4 separate regions of the Sus scrofa genome follow, and all the other regions are linked to region 3. Evidence: chromatin contacts called from public Hi-C and HiChIP or PLAC-seq data. All regions are on one chromosome and are shown on one strand. Each heading gives the region's core, a stretch centred on a gene start, on an enhancer-like site or on the middle of the called end of the contact. The rest is flanking DNA. Distances are from core to core; before and after follow the strand shown. Region 1 has its middle 360 kb from the start of FOXO1. Region 2 has its middle 380 kb from the start of FOXO1. Region 3 has its middle 190 kb from the start of FOXO1. Region 4 has its middle 390 kb from the start of FOXO1.

What was found. A called contact is a pair of places that touch in the nucleus more often than the background predicts. HiChIP or PLAC-seq counts read pairs in DNA pulled down with a chosen protein or histone mark.
Region 1: a contact with region 3 is called in a Hi-C map of skeletal muscle, with 6 times the contacts expected there. The contact joins two enhancer-like sites. A contact is called at or near these places in 3 of 47 Hi-C or Micro-C datasets (retroperitoneal adipose tissue and skeletal muscle) and 1 of 2 datasets of contacts at active chromatin or transcription factors (skeletal muscle).
Region 2: a contact with region 3 is called in an H3K27ac HiChIP or PLAC-seq map of skeletal muscle. The contact joins two enhancer-like sites. A contact is called at or near these places in 2 of 2 datasets of contacts at active chromatin or transcription factors (alveolar macrophages and skeletal muscle).
Region 4: a contact with region 3 is called in an H3K27ac HiChIP or PLAC-seq map of skeletal muscle. The contact joins two enhancer-like sites. A contact is called at or near these places in 2 of 2 datasets of contacts at active chromatin or transcription factors (alveolar macrophages and skeletal muscle).

The regions. Positions count from the first base shown.
Region 1 is chr11:15,051,735-15,054,830 of Sscrofa11.1, forward strand. No RefSeq gene overlaps it. Among named protein-coding and RNA genes, the nearest start is that of FOXO1, 360 kb to the right of the region's middle. Within about 2 kb of position 1,562, at least 28 of the 83 cell types and tissues checked have an H3K27ac peak or open chromatin away from gene starts, as enhancers often do. A contact at or near this core is called in skeletal muscle, where this site is marked.
Region 2 is chr11:15,031,295-15,034,888 of Sscrofa11.1, forward strand. No RefSeq gene overlaps it. Among named protein-coding and RNA genes, the nearest start is that of FOXO1, 380 kb to the right of the region's middle. Within about 2 kb of position 1,572, at least 2 of the 83 cell types and tissues checked have an H3K27ac peak or open chromatin away from gene starts, as enhancers often do. A contact at or near this core is called in skeletal muscle, where this site is marked.
Region 3 is chr11:15,218,748-15,222,095 of Sscrofa11.1, forward strand. No RefSeq gene overlaps it. Among named protein-coding and RNA genes, the nearest start is that of FOXO1, 190 kb to the right of the region's middle. Within about 2 kb of position 1,879, at least 7 of the 83 cell types and tissues checked have an H3K27ac peak or open chromatin away from gene starts, as enhancers often do. A contact at or near this core is called in alveolar macrophages and skeletal muscle, where this site is marked.
Region 4 is chr11:15,013,802-15,016,986 of Sscrofa11.1, forward strand. No RefSeq gene overlaps it. Among named protein-coding and RNA genes, the nearest start is that of FOXO1, 390 kb to the right of the region's middle. Within about 2 kb of position 1,715, at least 52 of the 83 cell types and tissues checked have an H3K27ac peak or open chromatin away from gene starts, as enhancers often do. A contact at or near this core is called in alveolar macrophages and skeletal muscle, where this site is marked.

The sequences.
Region 1 (3,096 bases), core at 312-2,811, 170 kb before region 3:
AAATCACCAGAGGACAATCCTGAAGCTCTGTGACAGTCCTGCAGTTCTGCAGCTCTCCAAGGCTCCCAGGAGAGGCCGGTCCTCAGACCACACTCTGAAACACCAGGCCTAGCATCTAGTCCTGCAAAGAGATGAATCGCATGCCAATGAACCTCTGGTCTTTCCAAGGTCAAGTCTAGAGAGCCGTTATGGTAGAGGGGTTGGACGGGAGTGACCCAGGTTTTTCATCCTGACTCTCAAAATTAATTGCTGTGTAATCTCGAGCAAGTCACTTAACTTCTCTGATCTTTCATTTCTTTAAAATGGAGAGGAAACTAACTCCTATTTTACAAAGTCACTGGCCTGATCAGAGGAGACATGTGAAATTGTTCTAGAAACTCTAAAGCCCCATAAAGTCTAAGAGTTTATTATTGTAAGATCGGCCTTTGAAAGACACCAACATTAGCCCAAAAAATGTTGGTCATTTTTATGTGCACGCACATTTTTACAGTCCTTTATTTCTCTCCATAGACTTACATGAACACGGGTACATGTGCAATAGCTGACCTTCATTTCCAAAGGGTTTTAACTCGTGTGTGTGTGTGTGTGTGTGTGTGTGTGTGTGTGTGTGTGTGTGTTCTTGTCCCATTGCCTAGGGGGAAAGAATTGCAAGGAAGTTCTCTTTAACTGGGAGGATTCAGGAATGCAGAGCAAATGTTCAGAGGCAGCAGCCAAATTGGTAGCTTTTGGTGCTCCTTTCCATTGCATAGCACACCCTTAGCCAAATCAAAATGGAACCACAGCCTGGCCCACTCATCTCAACGTTCCCGTGGCCACATGTTCCCACTGCGGGGAGCACGGCGGCCAGGTCTCGTGTGTAGCCTGGGCAGGAGACCCTCCCGCAGGACCCTCGCCCCCCTGAGGTCTGAGCCCCCGGTTCCCGCTGACATGTTGGGCCAGCACCAGTCCTGCCCTGCGTGGATGTTCGCTCCCCAAAGAAATGGAACCCTGGCAAGTTCTTCACCCGCATTCTGGAAGCGGCTTCCCGAGGTTGCGCAAACACATTTGGCACAGGCTTCCGGGACCAAGAAGTTCTCTGGGTTGAATCGCAGAAACAAAATGTACTTGTCCTACTTCCGAGATCGTGTCTGCGGACTTGGCTCCCTTAGCCGAGGAACTGCCTCCTGGCTGACGTCACCCTGCCACCCGCCCCGGGAGGCAGCCCTCTCTGGGTTCAGCAGTTCAGGACCAGAAGTGAGAGAAGATGGGAGACCAGCAAAGGGAGTCGCCCTGGCTTGGCCGGGACGGGACGACGTGGGGAGAAATACACCACTTCTTACAACTAAAGAATCTTAAAATAGGAACGTGTTGGCACAGCCTGTGAGGAGGGGCCGTTGGGCTGAAAAACCCTCGGACGAGGGTCACTAGTGGCGATGTCACCCCACGCGTGAGGGGGGTTCTGGAGCGCCAGGCGCGGCCACACACGCCGCCTGGAAGCTCCGGTCCCCAGGGGCCCAGGAGGATATTTGACACCCAAACCGTAGGGATGAAATAATTCCTATGGAGAGCTCGTGCCTGGCCTTCTTGTCACGTTGCGTAATATCTCAGACATCCAGTGACTACATCTTCCCAGCCAAACCGAGGCGGGTCCTGCTGGCCCCGAGCACATTTCTCAACCTCAGGTTCTATCTCAGCACACAAAGTACCCAGGCTGCTCCAAGCATCTCCAAGGGCCATTCTGGAAAGCATTTTCTTTTCTTTAAAAGATCATCTTTCCCACACTCCTATTTTTCACCCATAAAACCTGGGATGTTTATTATCAGGCCAGACATCCCTGCTGTCTCAGACCCCATTGCCCCACGGAGGCTTTGTGCTCAGAATAAAATGAATGAGTTCTGAAAACTGTAAAATGTGCAGCACAGTGCTTGGTACGTAAGAGTTCAGTAACGTGGACTGTTGTTACTATTATTCATATCACACGGATGCACGAGTCCTCCTCCTTGGCCCCATGGTATTAATATCTGAAGATAGCAGCACATCACGTGCGGGAGATGGGGTGGGGAGGGGGACTGGCCTCAAGAACACGCAGCAGTAAATAGGCAGGGACTGAGGCTTTACGGTCCAAGGAAACACAGCCCTTCTTGATGTCCAAGGTGATGTACGGTTCAGATCCCAACTGAATTACGTGGTATGAAGGTCCCCCTCCTCCTTCCCTTCAAATATATGAGGTCTCTGGGTGCTCAAGTGTGATACACAGCCGTCGAGAGTGAAACCTTTGGCTCATCATCTTCGCAGACAAGGCTGAATAGGTCAGGAGGGTTTCCCACCCAAGTGCTCAAGTCAGACCCCCGGCTACAGCCCAAGAAAAAATAGTGGGGATTAGAAAATCCATCCTCCTCCCCTCCCCAAACCTCCTCCTGCTTCCAGTACCTACTACGGACCATCGTTTCTTGGTTACCGTGACTCCAAACTTCATTTTTTCATGCCTCCCCTTTGTTTTGCAGTCTGTATTATAAAAGAAAGAGCTCTCTTCTCCATATCCCCACTCCCTCCCCAGTTCAAGCCCTCGTGACAGGAATGTGACCTCAATGACTCCCCTGAACTCTTTGCTTCTGGAAGCATGACCCGCAGACCAGCAGCTGTGGCCCCACCCGGGAGCAGAATTCTGGGTCTTACCCTTGATCTACGGAGCCGAATCTGCACCTTAGGGATCCCCAGGTGATCTGTGTGCCCGTGGAAGCTGAGACGCGCGGGGCTGCCTGAGCCCTCCTTCCTGGGCTCCGACGGTTCTCCTGGAGCCCCGATGGCCGGATTACCTGGCTGGAGGCCATTTCCAGGCACGGCCAAGCTCCAAACCGTCAGCTTTCCCCAAGGACCACAGGCTGCGTGACTCCTTCATGTGTATACAGGGCTCTCAGAGTACAAAGCGTTTCCACTCTGCATTTTATCTACGGTCACATCTACTCTAACAGCAAGTTCCCGATAACACTCCAAATAGTCCAGATCCAACCATGTGTTTCTGTCTCCCAACAACCACCCTGCCCGAACCACCACTATTGTTTGTCTAAATTGCCCCAATGGTCCCCGAGCTAGTCTCTCCCTTTTCATTCCTGTTCT
Region 2 (3,594 bases), core at 322-2,821, 190 kb before region 3:
GGCGTCCACCATCTACGTGGCGCCGCCATCTGCACACGGCTTTTCACCCTTTCAAACTGCTGTTGCCTATTTTATTTTGTTTCATCTTCACAATAATCCTAGAAAAAGAGCAGGCCATACCATTAACCCTTGACAGGGATATGCATTTGACAGGGAAGACAGCAGGCGGGGAAGCGCATGCCCTACCCCAGGACACCTTGAGGCCGGTGTCGACAAGGGCTTGGACTGAATATTCCTCAGGCGTCTCAAGTGCAAACTGTCCAACACTCAAGTCATCATTTTCCCCTCCTGAACTTCACAGACTCCTGGATCTCAAAACAAAGACGGAGAGAAATACTTTCAACAAATATTTGACAAGAGATTTATATCCAAAGCATCTAAAGAACGTCTGCAGCTCGATAATAAAAAGAAAACCAGCCACATAAAGTGGGGAAAAGAAGTTGAAAACACACTTCTCTAAAAGAAGATCTACAAATGGAATCGTTTCTCCCAACATGGACTCTGCCAATTGGTAGTTGCTGAAGGTGCCAGGCAAGAAATTTAAACTTTGTCCAAAAGCCACTGAATGATTTAAGCAGAGATTGATGTGCTCAGCCTTTAATTTTAGGAAGATCGCTTTGAATGTTAGTATATGTTCTGTTAAGAGAAAGAAAGTGAGAAAGAGAGGAAAAGAGAGAGGGAGGGAGAGAGAAAGAAAGACAGAGAGAGGAAGGGAGGGAGGGAGGGAGGAGGAAGGAAGAAGGGATCCCAAGGTCGAAGATGGTTGGGAAACCTAAATCGATCCTTCAGGGATCTTTGCCACGAAGTTTCTCACAATGACACCTTGTGGGTGGACTCTAAGAGAAGTAGAGGTAAGACGTGCAGTGGATCAAGGAACCGGCTGTTTCGAGAATTTTACAGAGGCACTTCCCAGAGAACATGCTAAAGACTTCCCAACACATCCCTGCGCTCCAAGTTCGAAAAGCCACCTGTGCTTTCAGGCAGGGAAGCATCGGCCATCCGAGCTTTCGCAAGAGGTACCCCCGCTGGATCCGGTGCCCTCCAGCTCCGCCCCTACCAATCAGCTACTCATGCCACTCCCGCCTCAGAACAGGTCAGACTCCCCAGACCTTGGGCTTCCCCTGGAAGCTCTCCAGGTCGGAGCTCCGCCCCCTCACCCTCCTCCTCACGCGCTTCCAGCCACGGCACCTGCCGGCCCGCATGGCAGTGCTGCTGTGTCTGCCCACCTCCTGGGCCACCTGAGGTCAGGGCTGTGCCATTCAATTCTGGGGTCCTGCTCACCTCTGTATCCCATACACTGCGTGCAGTTAAACCTATTCATTCTACTCATTTTTCAGCCCCAGCCAAAACCACCACCTCCTGGGAGTCTTCCTCGACCTCATTCCACAAAGTTGCCCTCTTTTGTCATAGGCTTTCCCACTTCCCTTTACTTTCCCTCACCACGCTGCTCATCTCTTTAATTACTTCACTGTCTGATTATCTGGCTGTGACGCTCGCCACAGGGTAGAGATCACGTCTGTCGAATTCCCGGTGTTAGAACGGGGACTGGCACAGAGCTGATGTTCCATAAATATTCGATGAGCACATGAATGGATGAGAAAGTGTCCCTAGACAGTAATCCCTGGCTGGGACAGAACAGGTGGAGGGACGTTTGGTCATTCAAAGGGCACATGTGCTGGTCGCATACCATTCGATAAAGGGTGACAAAACCAGCTCGGCCAAGACACGCGCATCTGGAGAGGAGGGGAGCAAGAGGCCGTGTGGTGACATAAAGAGCTTCTCTCCTTCCATCTCCTGCCCCTGATGCTGGTCCAGCACAAGCAGGTGGGGGAAAGAACACGATGCTCTGAGGTGGCCGGTAGGGAGCAAGGCTGACTCAGAGATCAAGTTCAGGCGGCATGTTTGTCCCTGGTTCCCCAGTGGTATTTAAGTATCATTATTAATTCATAACAGGAGTTCTCTTTTAAAATAATGTAGCCCTAAAAGTAATGTTTAAAATGTGCAAAATGGAATCTAGACATTATACACCAGGTTCTGTTTCTTCCCCTGAGCACCTCATCAATGCAAGTCAATTTGAAGCTGATTTTTTTTTAATACAAATTCATTGCCCACTTGCAAAACAGCCCATGGAAATAGAATAATTTGCAATTCCTTGCACTTTCTTAATAGCACTCTAAACTCCCTCCCTGTAGCTCCTTTTATCAGAGAATCTTTATCTTAAACCACTTTATATGCAGTCATTAATTTTCACAGCACTCTTGCTAAGAAGATTCTATTACTTCCATTAAACCATAGAGTAAACTGAGAAGTCAAATTAAGTGATTTGCCTGCTCAGGAAATTAGTGGCCTAACTAGGTTTAAACATAGCATCTCCGATTTCTAAGACCTCACACCCAATTGCCACGCTGAGTATTTCCTGGCTCTGCGCAGTAGGTAAGAGCCTGGGCTTCAAGTGGGTGAAACCTGGGCTCAAATCTTAGCTCCACAATTTCCTTGACAAGTTATTCAACCTTATTAAGTGCCTGTAAATTGGGGATAATAAAAACACCTGTTTCATAAAGTCGCTTTGAGGATTAACAAATGAAGAATTATTTTATGATTATGCACACCTGGAAGGGTATATCCCTTAGCCAGCCCCCTCCCATAATCTTTTCCTTATCACATCAGAAAATGAGCAAGCCAAACCTGCAGCTGTGCTATACAATCACACAGTTGCAGATAAAGTCTGCAATGGGGCTATTAGGATACCTGAGCACATTCCTGGAGACTTGCTACATCAATGATTCTCTGATTATTCATTCATGCATGCATGCATGTATCCATCTATCCACTCATCTATCCATCTGTCCGTCTGTCACCTCACCCAGGTATCTATCCATCCGTCCTTCCAACCACCCATCCGTCCTCTCATTCACTTATCTAACTACCCATCCATCCATCCACACATTCATCCTTTCATTCATTCACTCATCCATCCATCTGTCCACGCAACCATCCATCCCTTCACGTTTAGTGCACACAGAAGCGCCTACCATGTGTAAGGTCTGTGCTGCTGTGGAATATACTGAGATGACCAAGACATGGTCTCTGCCCTCGTAGCTACAAATCCAGACACTTACCAAAAAAAACCACAAAACACAAAAAACAAAACAAAACAAACAAACAAACCTATAAACTGAAATAGAATGTAAAAAACAGTGTCATAAGAGAAATGACTGAAGGTGAGTGAAGGGCATTGGCTACACAGAAAGAGTAGTGAATTACGAGCCAGGAGATCTTTTTTTAGTCCCAGATTTAGCGTAGATCTAACAGAAGCCTAGTCACCTCCCAGCGTTCTGTTTCCCCACACGTACAGTGAGGGGCAGAAGCAGGAGATTCCAAGGGCCCTTTCAGCTCTAACTGCAAAGCGTCCGCCTCTGGACAAGGCAAGGTAGCATTCAAACTGAGCGCTGAGTAACAGGTACGGCATTCCAGGAAGAGAGAATGACACAAGCAAGTTCACGAAGACAGAAAGATTCAGAATATTCATGGAATGACGAGTTGGTACATTTGATTACAGCAAATGGGGGGGGGGAATCATGTCTCAAGAGTTAG
Region 3 (3,348 bases), core at 629-3,128:
GCTGACTCACTGCTTTTCTGAATGAGGATTTTGATCATCCTGGATGAGCTAGAGCAGGACAGGCTCCCTTAATAAAATACCGACAGCCTCCCCCTGAGGGACTGGGAAAAATCACGAGCTGTTTGCGCGATCCTCTCACGCTCCCATTTCCCTTTGCTCAGAGGAAAGGAAAGTCTAAAAAGCACTCCTGCCCCTCATGTAAACATGTCCAAACCTGGGTGCGACATGCAAGAAAAACGGAATACTCTGAAAAATACAGCAAACTAGTGAATATAACAGAAGAGAAGCAGACTCTCAGATACAGAGAAAAACCTGAGGTTACTAGTGGGGGGCAAACGGGAGTGGGGGAGTGGGCGAGGCCAGCTACTGAGTGTAAGACAGTCTCAAGGATGTACTGTATCACACGAGGAATAGAGCCAATATTATGTAATAACTGCTAAATGGAAAGTAATCTTTGAAAATTCTATTGAATTTTTAAAAATTTTTTTAAAAAGAAAAATGAAATTATGTTAACTTCTCCCACTAGAGAAAACCATGAATGTAATCTGTCCAAGACTGAGGAATCTGTGAGACTAGATCTATAAGAAAAGAGAGGGGAAAAAAAGCTACCGCGAGTTCCCACTATGGCGCAGTGGAAATGAATCCAGCTAGTATCCATGAGGACAAAGGTTCAATCCTTGGCCTCGCTCAGTGGGTTGAGGATCCAGCGTTGCTGTGGTGTAGGTCTCAGACAAGGCTTGGATCTGGTGTTGGATCTGGTGTTGGCTGTGGTGTAGGCTGGCAGCTGTAGCTCCAATTCGACCCCTAGCCTAGGAACTTCCATATGCCGCAGGTGTGGCCCTAAAAAAACAAAAATGAAACAAACAAACAAACAAAAAAGGAGAATTCATACCATATGATCCAGCAATCCCATTCCTGGGCATATATCCGGACAAAACTTTCCTTGAAAAAGACACATGCAATAAATTCATTGAGTAATAAAAAGAAAGAAAGAAAGAAAAAGAAAAAGACACATGCACTCTTATGTTCATTGCAGCACTATTCACAATGGCCAAGACATGGAAACAACCCAAATGTCCATTGATTGATGAATGCGTTAAGAAGATGTGATATATACACTTCTATGGAATATACTCAGCCATAAGAAAACAACAAAATAATGCCACTTGCAGCAATATGGACAGAACTGGAGATTCTCATGCTAAGTGAGTAAGTCAGAAAGAGGACAAACACCATATGATACCCTTATATCTGGAATCTAATATATGGCACAAATGAGCCTATCTACAGAAAAGAAACTCATGGACATGGAGAACAGACCTGAGGTTGCCAACGGGGAGAGGGAGGGAGTGAAATGGACTAGAAGTTTGGGGTTAGTAGATAGGAACTATTTCATCTGGAGTGGATAAGCAATGCGCTCCTGTGGTATAGCACTGGGAAACTGTATCTAGTCACTTGTGATGGAACGTGATGGAGCATAATGTGAGAAAAAGAATGTATCTATAAGTATGACGGGGTCACTTTGCTGTATGGCAGAAATAGACAGAACATTGTAAACCAACTATAATTTAAAAATATTTAAAAGCAAACACCAAACAAAAAAGGAGAGTTCATAAATTAAAGAGGTCTGTGAGCCATAGCTAAAAACAGGAACCAACAGGTCTCATAGGGAAAAAGGGTTTCGCTAGAAAGTACGTGCTACAAATTACAGATGGCGTGATTCACGTGGACGAGATTAACCTTTGGTATCAAGTTGACTGAAGTTTCAGATGGCACTGGCCACTGGCCATTCATGCCATCGAGTACTCGGAGTGTGCCAGCACTCACAGGCTCCAGAGGTCAGACTGGGGCAGGACGGAGCTGGAAGCCCGCCAAGGCTTACCAAAGGGTTGGCAAGCAATTCAATGTGACAATCAGAGCTTCCCCTTTGAGTTTCCTGCTCCCCAGGCCTAGATACGTTTCCTTCATGGACAAAGAGTGCTAACCATCCAATCGACACTGCCATGTTTTCTCCATTGCAGGTAACGGCTTTAACCCATCCAAACGCTTTTTCAAAATTTGCATGGTTTCATGGCTTCTTTTCCTTCCTAAGGGATTTATAGCAGGGGGAAAACAGTATGGTCATGACTGTTCACATGCAGATGCCTTTTGAAATGACTGAGTGTTCCATCAGCCCGAGAGAGGCATTTCCAGACTCAAACTGAGTAACAGGTGATCGAGGCTGGCTATGGAGAATCACATCTACTGGACGCACGTAGAGTGGACCCTGTTGTGTATGCAAACAGGGACACCGTCCTCTAAATCTTGCCTTTATATGATGATTTCTGATAAAGAAAAAATTATCTGACATGACGAATACTTGCTCACAAAAAATAAATTTCCCATCACTTTCATTAAATAGATAACTAAAGCAAAACTTTCAAATAAGCATATCAGCTAGATCCTAAGTTGATCTCAAAGAAGACTATGGCAGGACAGGTCCAGATGCATCTCAAGTTCAACTGAAGGATGAGTGACTCCCCACTCGCATGTTCAGGATCTTCTCGGCTCGATGAGATTTCTAATCCACTCTCACTTCTGGCATTAAGTCTGGAATTTACTTCAGTTGATTTAAAGTACTTGTGAACAGGAATTTCATCTGAAATGTCATCACCCTAGAGCAACGGGCCAGGCTGAAAAGGTGTCCTGAACTGGGCGGCTGGGCAGGACAGGTCAATGAGATCTGCCAGGTGGCCCATCACTCAGCACGACCACTTCATGAGCGTAACAGGATCAGCCCTGGCCACTTGCTAGGGCAGCAGCCCAGGATTACCCCCAAGCAAGTCCACACTGACTCTGATAAGGACAGACAAGTGAAAAAGGATGGGTTATAAATAAGTTAAAGAAGAACATGTGCGGGACACTATTCCATCAGCACCTCTACTCGGTTCACAAAGCCCAGGAGCAGGAATTCATTGGTGTAACTCACATCATGGTAAGAATAAAATCCCCAAACGGCAAAGCCCCAGCTGAGAGGCATCTGGTTACCAAGGGGGCAGTTTATAACTCTGGCTGATGTGCAGTCAGGGGACCAATTAACAATGGGAAAGAGGAAAGAACGATAGAGAAGAGAGCCGGATAAAGATGAGAACCCCGTGGAAGAAAGGTTTGCTCGTCATCTTTAACCCAGGGGCTGTCTCTCCCTGCGGCATGAAACAGCAGGCCTAGACCTCCCCTCTCGTTACGGCCGTCACAGGCACTGCACGGACAATTCACAGGGTGCATACACACCCAACTGGACCTCATGACTTAGGGCTTTGTACCAACCGGCGCAGTTGTAAATAGGAACAGAAATGGGTAGAGCTACAG
Region 4 (3,185 bases), core at 465-2,964, 210 kb before region 3:
GGCCTGAATTCTATTCAAACAGCCCAGGAGATTCTGGTGTTCCAATTGCACAGAAGAAATGCAGAGATTAATAATTGCATTTACATATGGAGTTCCTTTTATCCAAAGAACAAGCATAACCCTAATAGAAAATAAGAAAATGTGTCATAATTTCCCCACCAGGTGTTATTAAGAGAGTCTAGATGGTGCCCAGGCATCCCCTACCTTCCTTACAGGATGCTTGGAAAGGAACTCATCTTGTGGGGCGTTTCAAGGCTTGAAGAATGCTGCTTATTTGCACTTAAAGTTTATGGAGATTTTTATGAAGGGCTCTCATTAAATATTTTTAAATAAATGCATGAATGCTCAAACAAAAAAGTATAACAATGAATTAAGGGTGAGAATTGACTCTCAAAGATGGATTGGAATTCTGCAGAAGTTCATAGAGGTTTCTGGAATCTATTTTACTTCCTAACCATTGCCAAAGTCAGAGACTACACTTGGGATGGACCGGTCACTAGAACCGTTAAAAGTACCTTCCACACTTTTATGAAGAAAAGGTCCCACATTTCCTGGTGTCCACCCCAAAGCAGCCGCCTAGCCTGGCGCCTTGCTGGATGACTTCTCTCCCCGGTTCCACAGCAGGAAGGCAGAACCAGGGAGCCGCAGCCAGGCGAGAAACAGCACCCAGGTTTCTGGGCTCCAGGGTCCATGCCGTAACTATGAGTCAGCCTGTCAACAGCCCTGACAAGGTACACACCAGGCCCTGCTGGGTCCAGGGAGAGTGACACCCTGTCCCAGCAGGGCCTGACTGACCCCTGCACCGCCGCCTTGGGGGTGGGCGGGGAGGTGAGCACTTCGCCCAGAGACCCATGTGTGCGCATCAGCTCTGCGGGCGCTGCAGGCCCAGGTCCCCCGAGGAAACCTGGGCTGGCTCTGGCTTTCCTCCCCAAGGCCCTCTGGTCCCAGGGCAAGAAAAATGAGCATGGCCTTCCAAGCAGGCCTGGTTTCCCAAGCGCACCCCCCCAGGCTCAGAGCCCAGGTGCAGGCCTGCAGGAGACACGGTCCTGAGCCACTGGCTCAGCCAGGCCACACGGAAGCCCCCACGGTGAACACGATAACGCCGGTGGCAAGAACACCACCAAGGCTGATTTTACCTTCCTTTTCAGTGTCAAAGTCGAGTTTTCAGAGTCTTATTGTCTAAGAAGGAGTGTGCAAAGACTTTCGCGCCCTATTATGGCATTGTGTTATGATAATGGAATGCTCGCCCCGCCCAGTCTGGCTGACCGGCCCCCAGACCTTGCCAACAATTATGCAGTTGCTCAGCGTGTGAGTGTCGCCTGGGGACAGCTTCCTGAGCCTGAGTGAAAGAGGCAGTGAAAGCCTCGAGCTGGAAAGCAGGGCCCGGCAGGCCAGCCCGGCGCCCCTTCTCCTCCCGCACAGACCCCAGGGCGCACCTCTCACCGGGCAGCCTCGCTCCTCTCTCCAGGAGCTCCGGGCCCTGCCCTGGGTCTCACAGTCCAGCAACTGCGGCTGCACCAACCGCTCGTTGTCTTTGATGTAACACACAATGGGTTCCAGAAAAGGAAGACACGATGCTCTTTAACCCGCTCGCTGCGTTCTGTTGGGAAAAGCTGAGTGCAGGGCAAGGGCTGCCCTTGACGAGGCAGAGCGGGGTGCCTGCTTCTGAGCGCTTCACTTTGCTTGGCAACCCGCGCTCGCTGCCCCTGAGCAGAACCATGTGCCCAGGACTCTCCCGGATTGGCCAATGCAGACAGAGGCTGGGAACCACCGACCGACCGACCGACGGAGGGAAAATGAGCTTTGTTTTTAAGCCCTCAAGCATCTGAAGAATTCTCAGGGAGGAAGTGGTGACAGGTTCTTTTCCATCACCACCGGAGCTGAGCACCAGGCGATGAAGAGCAGCTGCAGCAGGAGGGACCCGGGTTAGACGTGAGGCGAGTTTTCCAGACGGAGGAATGCTGGGCCCTGGCGTGTGTCACTGAGAGAGGATGCTGGAACATTGCTGAAGAGTGACTGTGCCTGGCCCGTTCCGTGGGGTGAGGAACAGAACCCTGGATTCTAGGGACCCCGAGGCTGGGGAGGTGGTGTTCACAGCGTTTTGTCTGGGTTGGGAATTCCTAGTTGTTAGGCTGCGGTCACCACGTCTCTTCCTCAGAATCACGCCGTGTGCAGGGAGAGCGGGGCCTTTCCGGCCCTGCGGACCCGTTCCGGGGGCTCCAGCCTCTGTCTAATCTGTGCTGCGGAAACGGCTGCCTGGGTCACCCCTTCCTTCCTGCTCTCGGCCGGAACCAGATTCCGAGGCAGAACAATGGCCACGGGGGCGCGTCTGGGGGAGCTGCTCGTCTTTTCCTTTTTCTTCACGGAAGTCCTTCACCTACGTGTGTGTGTTCAGGCGCCAGGCCCAGCCTCCTCCACAGGAGGGTGATGTCGGCAGCCTCGGGAGGCTTTGGAGCCTGGGAGGCCTCCGGCTCGGGAGGAAGCAGTCGTGGTCTCCTGGCTGAGGCGCTCCGTGTGCACAGGGTGGGCTCCGTGTGCACAGCGTGGGCTCCGTGTGCACAGGGTGGGCTCCGTGTGCACAGGGTGGGCTCCGTGTGCACAGCGTGGGCCAGGCAAGGTCCTGGGGCGGACGTCAGGACAGGCTGCCCTGCCCAATGTCTCCAAACCAAGTTGCGGGCCCGCGGCCGCCCATTTTCTGAGGTACTTCATTTCCGGGGCACCAGCCGAACAGTAGCCAGTCACCCTTGCTCTGTCTACACTGAAGCAGCATCAAAAGAAGTCACATCAGACTTCCTTGATGGTACCTCAGGCCTGAACCTCCCACTCACGTCTGTCCTGCCAGGAATTTGTGCGAAAGCCTGGCACCAAGCGTGCTTGGTGTTTCAGCCACGGACGCCCGCAGCCCAGCCCTGGCACGATCCCCTCCCCTGAACGTGAACACGCAAACCCTCCCAGCCACCTCCCAACCTCTTCCCGCGAAACCTCCCTCCTTTCTTCCGCATCAGCTCTACCACCGCATCGGCACCTGCGCGGATGTAGACAAACTGACCGAACGTTGCTCGCAAACACCCCTTCCCCTTCTGGGTGACGTGCTAGAGCAAAGCTGTGAAATTCACCAATAGCGAAGTTATTGCAATAAATGTACAACATTTGTTTTCATACATATGTCTGCATGGCTTTTGTCA